Linked DNA regions of Mus musculus: region 2 is linked to region 1. The links are chromatin contacts, called in public HiChIP or PLAC-seq maps. All regions are on one chromosome and are shown on one strand. Each heading gives the region's core, a stretch centred on a gene start, on an enhancer-like site or on the middle of the called end of the contact. The rest is flanking DNA. Distances are from core to core; before and after follow the strand shown.

Region 1 (5,279 bases), core at 1,456-3,955:
GACTCTCTAGTCTCTTGCTCTCTGCTCTGCATCTTGACAACAGCATCAAGAGCAGTAAGGACCACAGCTGAGGCTTGGTTTTGCTCATCCTACACCAAGTATCAAGGCTCAAAAACCAGCAACATCAGACTTGTAGACTCTGCTGACAGGACGAGGACTTAAAGATGTGTCCACTTGTCCTCTGTCTAGTTTATTTTTTTTTTTAAAAAAGAGGAACATTTGTTAAAAGCAAGTTTAATCATGTCAACAAATGTTTTGGTTACCTTTTGAAAAACACAGTTCTCTTTTAAGAAGCTGACAGGAACTCTTAAGGATGTGCTTTCACCTCCATCTGGCTCTAGTGGCAGAGATTAGTACCAGAGGCCTAAAAGTGTACTTAAAGAGGCTCTGAAAGTCTAAGTTCCTGGCTTACCTAAATAGACTGTGTTGGCAGAGCAGGTCCGTGGCAGAGCTGAAACTCAGTACAGTCCTGTGGAAATGTTGCAGGTTTTTCCTTATTTGCTTCATGGCTGCGCTCTGGCATTTAGTCTTAAATTTCATCTTATTCAGAATCTTGTCTGTGAGGTAATGCAGCCACAGCACATTATTGTAAGGGTGATACTCACCCCAGCAGTTTTTGTTCTCCTTCCTCATGAGCCTGTAGATCTCAAACTGGTAGTCACCCTCACCTGTAAATAGGTCCTCTTCAGCGGAGATATCACAGAAAACCACAATCCCATCCCGCTCCAAGCGGGACAGGGTGTAGTCAATGATGTTGACCTGTAGCCCATGGGTGGGAATGGTGCTCGTTTTCCCATTGAGGGTGTAGCGGAGTTCTTTGAGGTTGGTTTTCTTTAAGAGCACATTTCCCCAGTGTAAGTCCCGGTGCTCAAAGTGCAGGGATGCTTCTGCCACAGCCAGAGATGCAGTGATCTGGTGGAGAATGCTCTTTGCAGTCGCCACAGAGGACAGCTTGGTTTTCATTCGCTCCAAGTCAACCCCACCAAACTCAAATTCCAGGATAATAAAGAGCTGGTCTTCCTGGAAAAAGTCAGGCCGGTCATTGGCAGATCTTTTGGTTGTGTTATAGTGATCCCAGGCTTTCAGCAGCAAGGGAGGGTAAAGCCCTTGAACACAGTGTACTGAGTTCAGCCCAATAAAGCCTTCTGTGCGGTTGTAGGCCTCACTAGACAAGAGACTCAGCTCTTTGGAGATAATGATCTCCGGCAGGATTTCCTCAAAGGTTTTCTGGTGGGACCCATTGACTAAATCTAACCCTTCAATAGCAATGATTTTTAGGGCTACAGGTGCTTGGTCGTTAATTATCTGAAACACTTCTCCAAACACTCCTTCCCCAATCTTCTCACACCGTTCCAGTTTTTCCGTGGAAAGGCAATCACTAAAGGGGATGGGCCCTTCCTGATTACACTCCCCATAAACCTTTTCAGCATAAGATGGCCTTTGGTCTGTGACATGCAGGGTCTTTAAGGGACTTAGCAAATACACAGAAGAGCATCGAGAAGAAACAGTAAGGTGTGCTCTGTTCTTGATAGGAGGGGTCGAACATTCAGACAGGAGGGACCTGGAGGAAGAACTGGCAACAGAACTGCATACCTCTATCACACTGGTTATAATTTTCTTCTTGTGGAAACCGAAGGAGGCTCTGGTTTTGGTCCAAGAATCCCTCTGGCTAGTATTCAAGTTCCATAAGGAGACTGACGCTTTCCTTTTCTTCTTAGATTGGTGGTAGTGGCGGGGAGGGGTTCCCGTTGCTTCTTGCTGTTTCCTCTTCCGGAGTGGCCCAGTTCTCTTAGGCCTGCTGATTTCCCCTGGTACACGAAGGTCTTTGCAAGCACTGGACTCCTCATAGTCTCTCTGGTCGACTCCTTGGGACACAACCTTTTTACACGCGGCCTTTCTCTTTCCCGGGCTTGTCAGATCAGGGTCCGTTAGTCTGTTTCCCATCTGCTGTCTTCTTTCACAACACGATTCCTTCACATTCTCCCCATCTGTCCCAAACTTGTTCTCTTCTGTGGCCCCTGAGTTCACAAGGCTAAAGAGAGATGACCTGAAGCTGGCTTCGGCTCGGAGGGCCCTCCCGGTGTACCTGTCACCGGTTGCTGCCACCTGGGGGCAGGGCACAGACGGTTCACTTAGGGAGGCTGCCGGCAAGTGGAAGCTCCCGGGGACTGCAGAGTCAGCATACAAAGGGTCGGGGGCTCCGGGCGAGGCCGGAGAGCTGAAGAGGGAGGCACTGGTGCCCAGCTCGTTGCTGTCCCTGGACTGGATGCACACACTGTGGTCCGACCCGAGGCAGCCCGGGCTGCAGTTGGGGAAAGGTGGCGGTCGCAGCCGGCTGCACGGGGTGCTGCACTTCTGCGGGAGCCGAGGTCGCAGCCTTTGGACTCTTGGAGTGTTTGTCAGGGTCCGCTGGTTCCGGGAGCCGCTGCCCCGAGGACGCCTCCGCCGCTGGCCCACGAGGCTGCCGGGGAAGTCGGGGTCGTCCGGGTCGTCGGAAGCGACAGCCGGCGACTCGTTACTGTCGCTGAGGCTGCTGCTGAAGGCGCGCTTCAGGTTCGGCGGCTGGAACCATTGCTCAGCCAGCCCGCCAGGCTGCCGCTGCGACCCCCGGACGCCCCTCGCCGCGTACGTTCGAAAGAGCCGGGTACCCGACCGCGGGTGAGCCTGTGCCATAGCGAGCGCCCGCCCGGCGTTTCAAACAGAAACACCGCGAGACTGCGGCGAGCGCGCGAGCGCCCGTCGGCCCGCTGGGTCCTAGCGCCGGCCCTCGGCTGCGCAGCCTGCCTGACCTCCCGGAAGCCGGCAGGGGGCAGATGCCTAGCGGGACTTGGAGCTCAGGGTGGCTCAGCAAAGGCTCTCTTTTCAGGACCACACTGAGTGCACCCAGAGTCAAGAGCCTGCGTGTGGAAGCGATCCTGTGCAGGTGAGCGAAGTCGTCTCAAGAGCCCGAGAGAGGGATGTGGAGAGCCTCTTGAGAGGGTGACTGCTTCTGCAGTGTTCTTTCTGAGACTTTCAGCCTCTCTGGTCCTGTTTGCCAGGATAACTGACACTTGGCTTGGGCGAAGGGGACTTGCTCAAATGTCTGCTCTGGGACCTTGGATGCCCTATCTTAGATATTCAGATTTTCAATCCTAAAACACGAAAAGGGAGTAAGCAGACTCACCTTTTGCTTTTGCAGCATGTAAAAGAATGGCATTCAGTGGTCTGTGCTATCACATCTAATAAAGAAAATGTAACCGTGGCCGCAGAGATCTCCGTGGGCCACACTAAGCAGGTACTTGAGACTGAGAGACTGCAGATTGGGTCGTCCAATCCTAGAGGACCTATCCTCTAAGAAAGGATAATAGCATCTGAAAGGTGCCGTTCAAAATAGATCATTTGATTGGCCTGTCTCAAACAGCTCTTAGCAAGTTACTTAGTAGGGATTTTAATCTTTTTCCATACTAAGACATGTTGGAATGACCTGTGATTACCTCTTTGTTTCATCCCCAAGTGTATCCCAGCAGCAAACCCTGCCATCCCACCTTCAGAATACATATGAAATCACTTCTCTCTGTCTCTATTGATGTGGCTGTAATTTAGGTCACCGTCTCTGGCCTGTTGCATAACCTTGGACATGCCCTCTTTGTCTTGGCTTCCCCCCTAACCAGTACAAATAGTTCTTCAAGAGCTGGAGGGCCAGGCGTGGTGGCACACACCTTTAATCCCAGCACTCAGGAGGCAGAGGCAGGCGGATTTCTGAGTTCAAGGCCAGCCTGGTCTTCAAAGTGAGTTCCAGGATAGCCAGGGCTATTACAGAGAAACCCTGTCTCGAAAAAAACCAAAAAAAAAAAAAAAAAAAAGAGCTGGAGAGGTGGCTCAGCAGTTCAGAGCATGCGCTCTTACAGAGGATATGTTGCTTCGGCTCCTAGCACTCAAGTTGGGCAGCTCACAACTACTTGGGACTCCAGCTGTTGGAGGATCTAACTTCCTCTCTTGGTCTCCATGCATATGTGCACATACATGCACACTTATTTTTTCTAAATTGTATACAAGAAGTACGCTGTAGCTATCTTCAGACACACCAGAAGAAGGCATCGGATCCCATTACAGATGGTTGTGAGCCACCATGTGGTTGCTGGGAATTGAACTCAGGACCACTGGAAGTGCAGTCAGTGTTCTTATTTGCTGAGACCTCTCTCCAGCCGCGCGCCCCCCCCCTCCCCGTGCACAATATTTTTTAAAACACGAAATAATTCATTTAGCATTAGGATCCTCCTTTAAAACTTTGGACCAAAGCCGGACATGGTGGCGCATGTCTTTAATCCCAGCACTCGAGAGGCAGAGGCAGGCGGATTTCTGAGTTCGAGGCCAGCCTGGTCTACAAAGTGAGTGCCAGGACAGCCAGGGCTATACAGAGAAACCCTGTCTCGAAAAAAAAAAAAAAAAAAAAAAAAAAACTTTGGACCAGAAACTCCAAATGAACAGAAGCAGTGGACTTTAGAGTTGGATACATTTAGCTTAAAACCCATACTTCTTTCTTGGTGTGCAAAGAATTACATGATCTGGTCTGTATTTAATCCTTCACCCTTTCTCTCCTGTCTCTTTCTTATGTGTTGTTTCTATTTTTTAACTTGCTAATGTTATTGTAGCCAGTGGGCCTTTGTAATGTAGTTACTTCGTATAACATTACTCAAATGTTATTTTCTCTAGAGAGGCCTTACTATGAGGTGGGAACAAATGGTCAAGTTTACCATTGTGTGGAGAGTCCGATGAGAGCAGTGTGGTCTCCTGACCTAGGAGTGGGGCTGAAGGAGAAGGGGTGTGTGAGGCAGGATGTTTTAGGGCTGTCTGGAACTGACTGTGGATGGAGGTTGTGGCATGAGGTCATGTGTAATTGAAGTTGGGGGATGGGGGAGTGGCTACAGACTTGTTGCTTGGATAGCTGGGTGGGTGCTGCAATCACTTATGAAGGCTAAGGGAATATTGGAGAAGGGGTTATTAGAAGGGAAAGATGGTTGGAACTCTCTAGAAACCGTGAGCTCAAGTCTAAGCCATGTTTCATGTTCCCCCACACCCCAACTTTCCCCACCTTATAGTTACTAAGAGATGTATCTGAACTGCCGATCCTTGGTGAAATATCTTTCAACAAATCTCTCTATGAGGGGCTGAATGCAGAGAACCACAGGACGAAGGTAATGCCTGCCTGTTTTCTGATTAGTGTTCTGGGAAAGCCATTGCCACTTCTGACCTTGTCTGCACTACCAACCGCCCTTGTGACCCTGAGCTTCTGCCTCAGT
Region 2 (5,279 bases), core at 1,500-3,999, 120 kb after region 1:
GAGGTGTGCTGGATGAGCCCATGGCAGGGAGGGGCTTGGCTCTGGGAAGGAGGGGTCTCTACTCCATCTTGACTTTCCTCACATCAGACCTGGGCTGCACAGCAGCAGCAGACACTCGGCCACGCTTAGTGACTGGTATATGCCCTCAAACACATCTGTGTGCCCAAGGAGCACTGCCAGCGGCTCCTCGGACTCACTGCCCATCTGATTTCAGATTCACTTTTGGCTGTTGCATGTTCAGAAACCTGAGAAGATGTAGCCAACATTTTCAAGAACCCCGCCATTCTGTTATGGAACCCCATATGGGGTCACAGTCCACAGTTTCAGAAGCTGGGTGTCAGGCTATGCAGTAGTGTCCCAGAAAGGTTGTAGGGTTTGTTTGTTTTGTCCTTAATTATTTTTTTCTTTCTCAAATGTGATGTCTTTTGGTCTGCCTTCATATTCACTGACTCCTCTTTTCTTTTTTTTTTTTTAGTGAGCTCCCAATTGCTCTGAATTCCATCCAGAGAAATTTGAACTTCAAACTTTAAGCCTTTTGGTTTTAGAGTTTCTATGTTTTTCTGTTGAAGTTTCCATTTCTAAAGATTTATTTATTTATTTTGTGTATATAAACACACTGCTGTCTTCAGACACACCAGGAGTTTTTGGATCTCATTACAGATGGCTGTGAGCCACCATATGGTTGCTGGGAATTGAACTCAGGACCTCTGGAAGAGCGGTCAGTGCTCTTAACCATTGAGCCATCTCTCCAGCTCAAAGTTTCCATTTCTTTGCTGAGAGGTCCTCTAGCCATTCCTATATTAGCAGCACGTTTCCTCTATTTCTTTTTTTTAAAAAGATTTATTTATTTATTTATTTTAATATTTTTTATTATTACGTATTTTCCTCAATTACATTTAGAATGCTATCCCAAAAGTCCCCCATACCATCCCCCCCCACTTCCCTACCCACCCATTCCCATTTTTTGACCCTGGCATTCCCCTGTACTGGGGCATATAAAGTTTGCGTGTCCAATGGGCCTCTCTTTCCAGTGATGGCCGACTAGGCCATCTTTTGATACATATGCAGCTAGAGTCAAGAGCTCCGGGGTACTGGTTAGTTCATAATGTTGTTGCACCTACAGGGTTGCAGATAAAGATTTATTTATTTTATGAGTACACTGTATACTGTAGATGTCTTCAGACACATCAGAAGAGGGCATCAGATCCCATTACAGATGGTTGTGAGCCACCATGTGGTTACTGGGATTTGAACTCAGGACCTCTGGAAAAGCAGTCAGTGCTCTTAACCACTGAGCCACCTCTCCAGCTCTTCCTCTATTTCTTTGAACATATTAATAAGTTACTTTGCACTTCCTGTCAGCTAAGGGGTAGACTGGCTCAGGGGTGGTACTCTCAGCCTGGCAAGGACAAGGCCTTGGAGTCAGCTGTCAAAGCTAATTCCAACATCCGGGCTATCTTGGCATCCATGTCTCTTAACTCCTTTTTTTTTTTTTTTTTTTTATGACAGAGGACCACATTGCCCTGGTTTCCCTTTTAGGCCCAGTGTTTTCAGATTGTGTGCTGGGCATTGTGGATAAGATACTGTGGAACCTGGATTTGGTTATCTTCCCTCAAAGATACTTCAGTACACCTTAATCGTGTACATGTGTAAGTGAGTGTAAGGGTGTCTCTGCATTCTGTCCATGCTCCCTTCTTGCACTCAAGCTTAAGTGTGTCCACCTCACTTCCAACCCCACTGCAGGCATCTCTGCTAAACCTCCTGTACTCTCATCATCAGCAAGCAATGTCTAAATCTCAGCCAAGGACTTGTGGGTAACCACCCAACCCTCAAACCAACCAGTCTCCCAATGTTCTCCTATGCTCTGTTCTACTGATTCTAGCTGTGTCAGCTGCTAGGATAGCTGCTTTCTCTTTAGCTTAGGGGAAATTCCATGCTCTATAGGATGGCTGCTGACTGTACAGTAGTAGGTAAGGCTGTCTCTTAAGCAGAGAGATGGGTGTTCATAGGGCTCCTCTTGTGAATGACGGGCCTCTTAGGGTTTATAGTAGCTCACATCTGTCACATGTGTTCAGGCCTAAACACATCTGCTGAATGGAATTTTGCTCATCTATGGTTGTCATGAGCATGGCAGTCCAGTCCAAGATCGTCTGTTATAATTGGATATGGAAATCTATTTCATCAAAAGCTCACTCAGGGGCTGGCGATGTAGCTTAGTGGTGGTTGAGCACTTGTTTAGCATGTGAGTCCATCTCTAGTACAGAAAAAAAAATAGGCTCACTTTTGGATATCAGTTCCCTGATCTGGAGCTTTGTTAATTTCACATAGGTCCCCTGCAGTTCTGTGACTTTCCTAGGAATGCAATTGGAAAGACTCCCTGGTCACCTTATCACCCTTGCTCACTATCTTTCCTTCAATTTGTTAGGTGTGCTAACACTCTCAGATCTACTCAAAGCTGGCTTTGTGGGTGATCTGAGTGGCTTACCATGATCCTCCTACTTAGTTAGCCTTTGTTGGGTGAGTCTGACACTGGGGAGTTTATTTTAGATGTATTTAAGTGCAGGATCATGGGGTGGGGTACAGTTTCCTGGTGACAGTTATCACAATAAAGCTAAAGGTGTGACTAACACGTGGCCTCTTCCATAAGAATGGGTTTTATAGATTACGTGCATAGGGGAGGATCTGCTGTGGTCTAGGCCAACCTAGAGGTCACCAAGCTATAAAATACAAGTGGCAGCTCCCTTAGGGATGGGTTCTGTTGACTGAGAAACAATGCTCAAGATAAAGGTCTATGGAGGAAGAATCTGGGATAAACATAATAGTCTGGGGAGTTTGGGTGTGGCCTGACTCTACTGATAGCACAGGTCACCAAGGCTGCTACCAACACCCAGCCCAGCCTTCTGGATGGAAAACAGGTATTTATGTGCTCTGCTGAGGAGACAGCCCTGAGTGTTTAACATTTCTGCTTTCCCTGGAGCTCATCTGTGAGCACGAGGACCTTATGGCTCTCTACCCTGTACCTCTCAGTGAACTGCTGTCCAGTTAGAGCGGCCATTTGGAACAGAAGCGGGGGGGGGGGGGTGCCGCATTAGACTTTACACATTCACTACTTGCTTTCTCACTTTTGTGACAGTAGAAACTCTAGTGATGATAGCCAGATACTTTAGATAACGGGGACCCCTTCTCACCAAGATGCCTGCGCTAGGAAGATGTGGGAGAATTCAGGGGAGAAAGGCCAGGGAAGGAAGGTGGGAACTGGAAGGACTAGGAAGTGTGTGGGAGCTTCAGTGAATGGCTTCTCTACTGGTATAACAAGTCGAACTGAGCTGAACTTATAGTTCGTTGTGGGTAGCTCTCAGGCAGGTTCACTGACCTCACAGGAGGGGGTCAGTGGAATCACAAGGCTGGGCTGAGGCAAGGCTTCCTAAAGGGGTGTGGGTAGATCTTCAATGTGATGGTGGGGGTACAAATAAGGTTATATTATAACCTTATTTTGTGATTTTAGGGCCCTGTAGGTGGGACTTAGAACCAGTGGTCAGTTTTGAGAATCCTGAACTAGGAGCTGGCTTTGTCCAGCGTTTTGTGTGGGCTTTTGAAAGCGAGGGCTCCTGATCAGAAGAGAAGGGTGGGGATCTCTTGGCCCAGGCCATCTTGCCTTTGTTCCAAACCCTCTGGCCTAACACTTGGTATTAGAATATGATGGATGGTGATGGGAACCTCAGCTACCTCTGGAGACCCTGGAACTGGCTAGGTCAACAGTTCCCAAACTGGGTGTCTCTACTTCCTAGCCAATTAGTCCAGATCTCAACAGGCAGTGGTAACTGAGTCTTCCTTAAGAGCTCCCTGGAACTTTAGGTCATGCCAAAGTTCTTATTTGAAGCCCAGTGTCACCATGTCTCCCTTGGCATTTTCTTCTATGCCCTGGTGGGGCCTTGACTCTAAGTCTTGATGTTTTTTGGCTGCTGTTCATCACTTTAGGATTGCCCAATGTGGAGTTGTGTTGCAGAAATCTCTTTACCCTCTCATTTGGGCAGAGAGGCAATAAAGCCTGAAGCAGGTGTGAGATAGACTCATGAATTATCAGGTTTACCAGGGCCTGGGGGAGAAAGGAAGTATAAACTGGGTGAATGAGCTCAACTGTCAAAGAAGAGGAAATTTCATGGGTCTAAGAGCCTGGAGATTTATTTATTTTTATTCCAGACAGGGTCTCACTATGTAGCCCTGGCTGTCCTGGAACTTACTATGTAGACCAGGTAGCTTTGAACTCACAGAGATCCATCTGTCTTAGCTTCTTGAGTGCTGGGAGTAAAGGTGTGTGCCACTACACCTGGCTAAGATTTTTCTTAAAAGATAGGTTTTGAAATGAAAATATAATAACTTTATTTTCCTCTTCCCAACTTCTACCCATGTCCCTTCCTCCAACCTTTCTTTTTTATTCATACATTTACATATACATGTACAAATACAAATACACATATACATATACACGTACACATACACATACACATACACATACACATACACATACACATACACACACAAGTATAACTTGCTGAGTCTGCTTTTGATTTCAAAGCTAACTACTTTGTACTGGATAACCAGTTAGATTGGGATGGGAGAGGCTAATTCTCCCTCTTAGCAGTCATTAGTTGCCTGTAGTTCTTTGTCTAGTGGTGAGACTCTGTGAGGTTTCCTGCTCTGCATTAGCCTGTCTATTGTTGTTTGGGTCTTATTTAGGCAGCCATTTCTAGGAGACAGTCTCATAGCAGACTTCCTGGTCCTCTGGCTCTTGCAGTCTTTACTTCTGTCTTAGTTAGGGTTTTATTGCTACGAAGAGACAACATGACCAAGACAACTCTTAGAAAAGAAAACGTTTAATTTATGGCTGGCTTACAGTTTCAGATGTTCAGTCCATTATCATCATGGCGGGAAGCCTGGCAACATGCAGGCAGACATGGTGCTGAAGGAGCCATGATCTAGCCAAGCTCTATATCTTGATCCTTCGGCAGCAGAAGGGGACTGCATGCTACACTAGGTGTAGCTTGAACATGTATGACCTCAAAGCCCACCTCCACAGTGACACAGTTCCTCCAACAAGGCCACACCTCCTAATAGTGCTATTCCTTATGGACCAAGCATTCAAACACACCAGTCTGTGGGGGCCATTTCTATTCAAACCATCATAGCCCCCTCTTCCAGAATGTTCCCTGAGCTTTCGGTGTAAGTGTGTTGATACTGTATTCAGTGGGGCTGGGCTCTCCGTGACCCATGGATCTCTG

The links. HiChIP or PLAC-seq counts read pairs in DNA pulled down with a chosen protein or histone mark.
Region 2: an H3K27ac HiChIP or PLAC-seq map of trophoblast stem cells shows a contact between it and region 1, with 2.0 times the contacts expected there. The contact joins the enhancer-like site here to the promoter of Haspin in region 1. A contact is called at or near these places in 1 of 39 promoter capture datasets (3T3-L1-derived adipocytes), 1 of 484 Hi-C or Micro-C datasets (uterus), 4 of 115 datasets of contacts at active chromatin or transcription factors (embryonic stem cells, extraembryonic endoderm stem cells and trophoblast stem cells) and 2 of 9 other capture datasets (adipose tissue and pancreatic islet).

What each region holds. Positions count from the first base shown.
Region 1 is chr11:73,135,589-73,140,867 of GRCm38.p6, forward strand. It overlaps Haspin (histone H3 associated protein kinase), which reads right to left and starts at 2,706. Exons shown (of 1, transcript NM_010353.2): 1 at 1-2,706. The coding sequence starts at 2,673. The coding sequence ends at 409. It overlaps Itgae (integrin alpha E, epithelial-associated), which reads left to right. Exons shown (of 31, transcript NM_008399.3): 27 at 2,867-2,923; 28 at 3,179-3,274; 29 at 5,079-5,174.
Region 2 is chr11:73,254,887-73,260,165 of GRCm38.p6, forward strand. All of the region lies in intron 15 of Trpv1 (transient receptor potential cation channel, subfamily V, member 1), which reads left to right. Among named protein-coding and RNA genes, the nearest start is that of Trpv3, 10 kb to the right of the region's middle. Within about 2 kb of position 2,750, at least 12 of the 459 cell types and tissues checked have an H3K27ac peak or open chromatin away from gene starts, as enhancers often do. A contact at or near this core is called in extraembryonic endoderm stem cells and trophoblast stem cells, where this site is marked.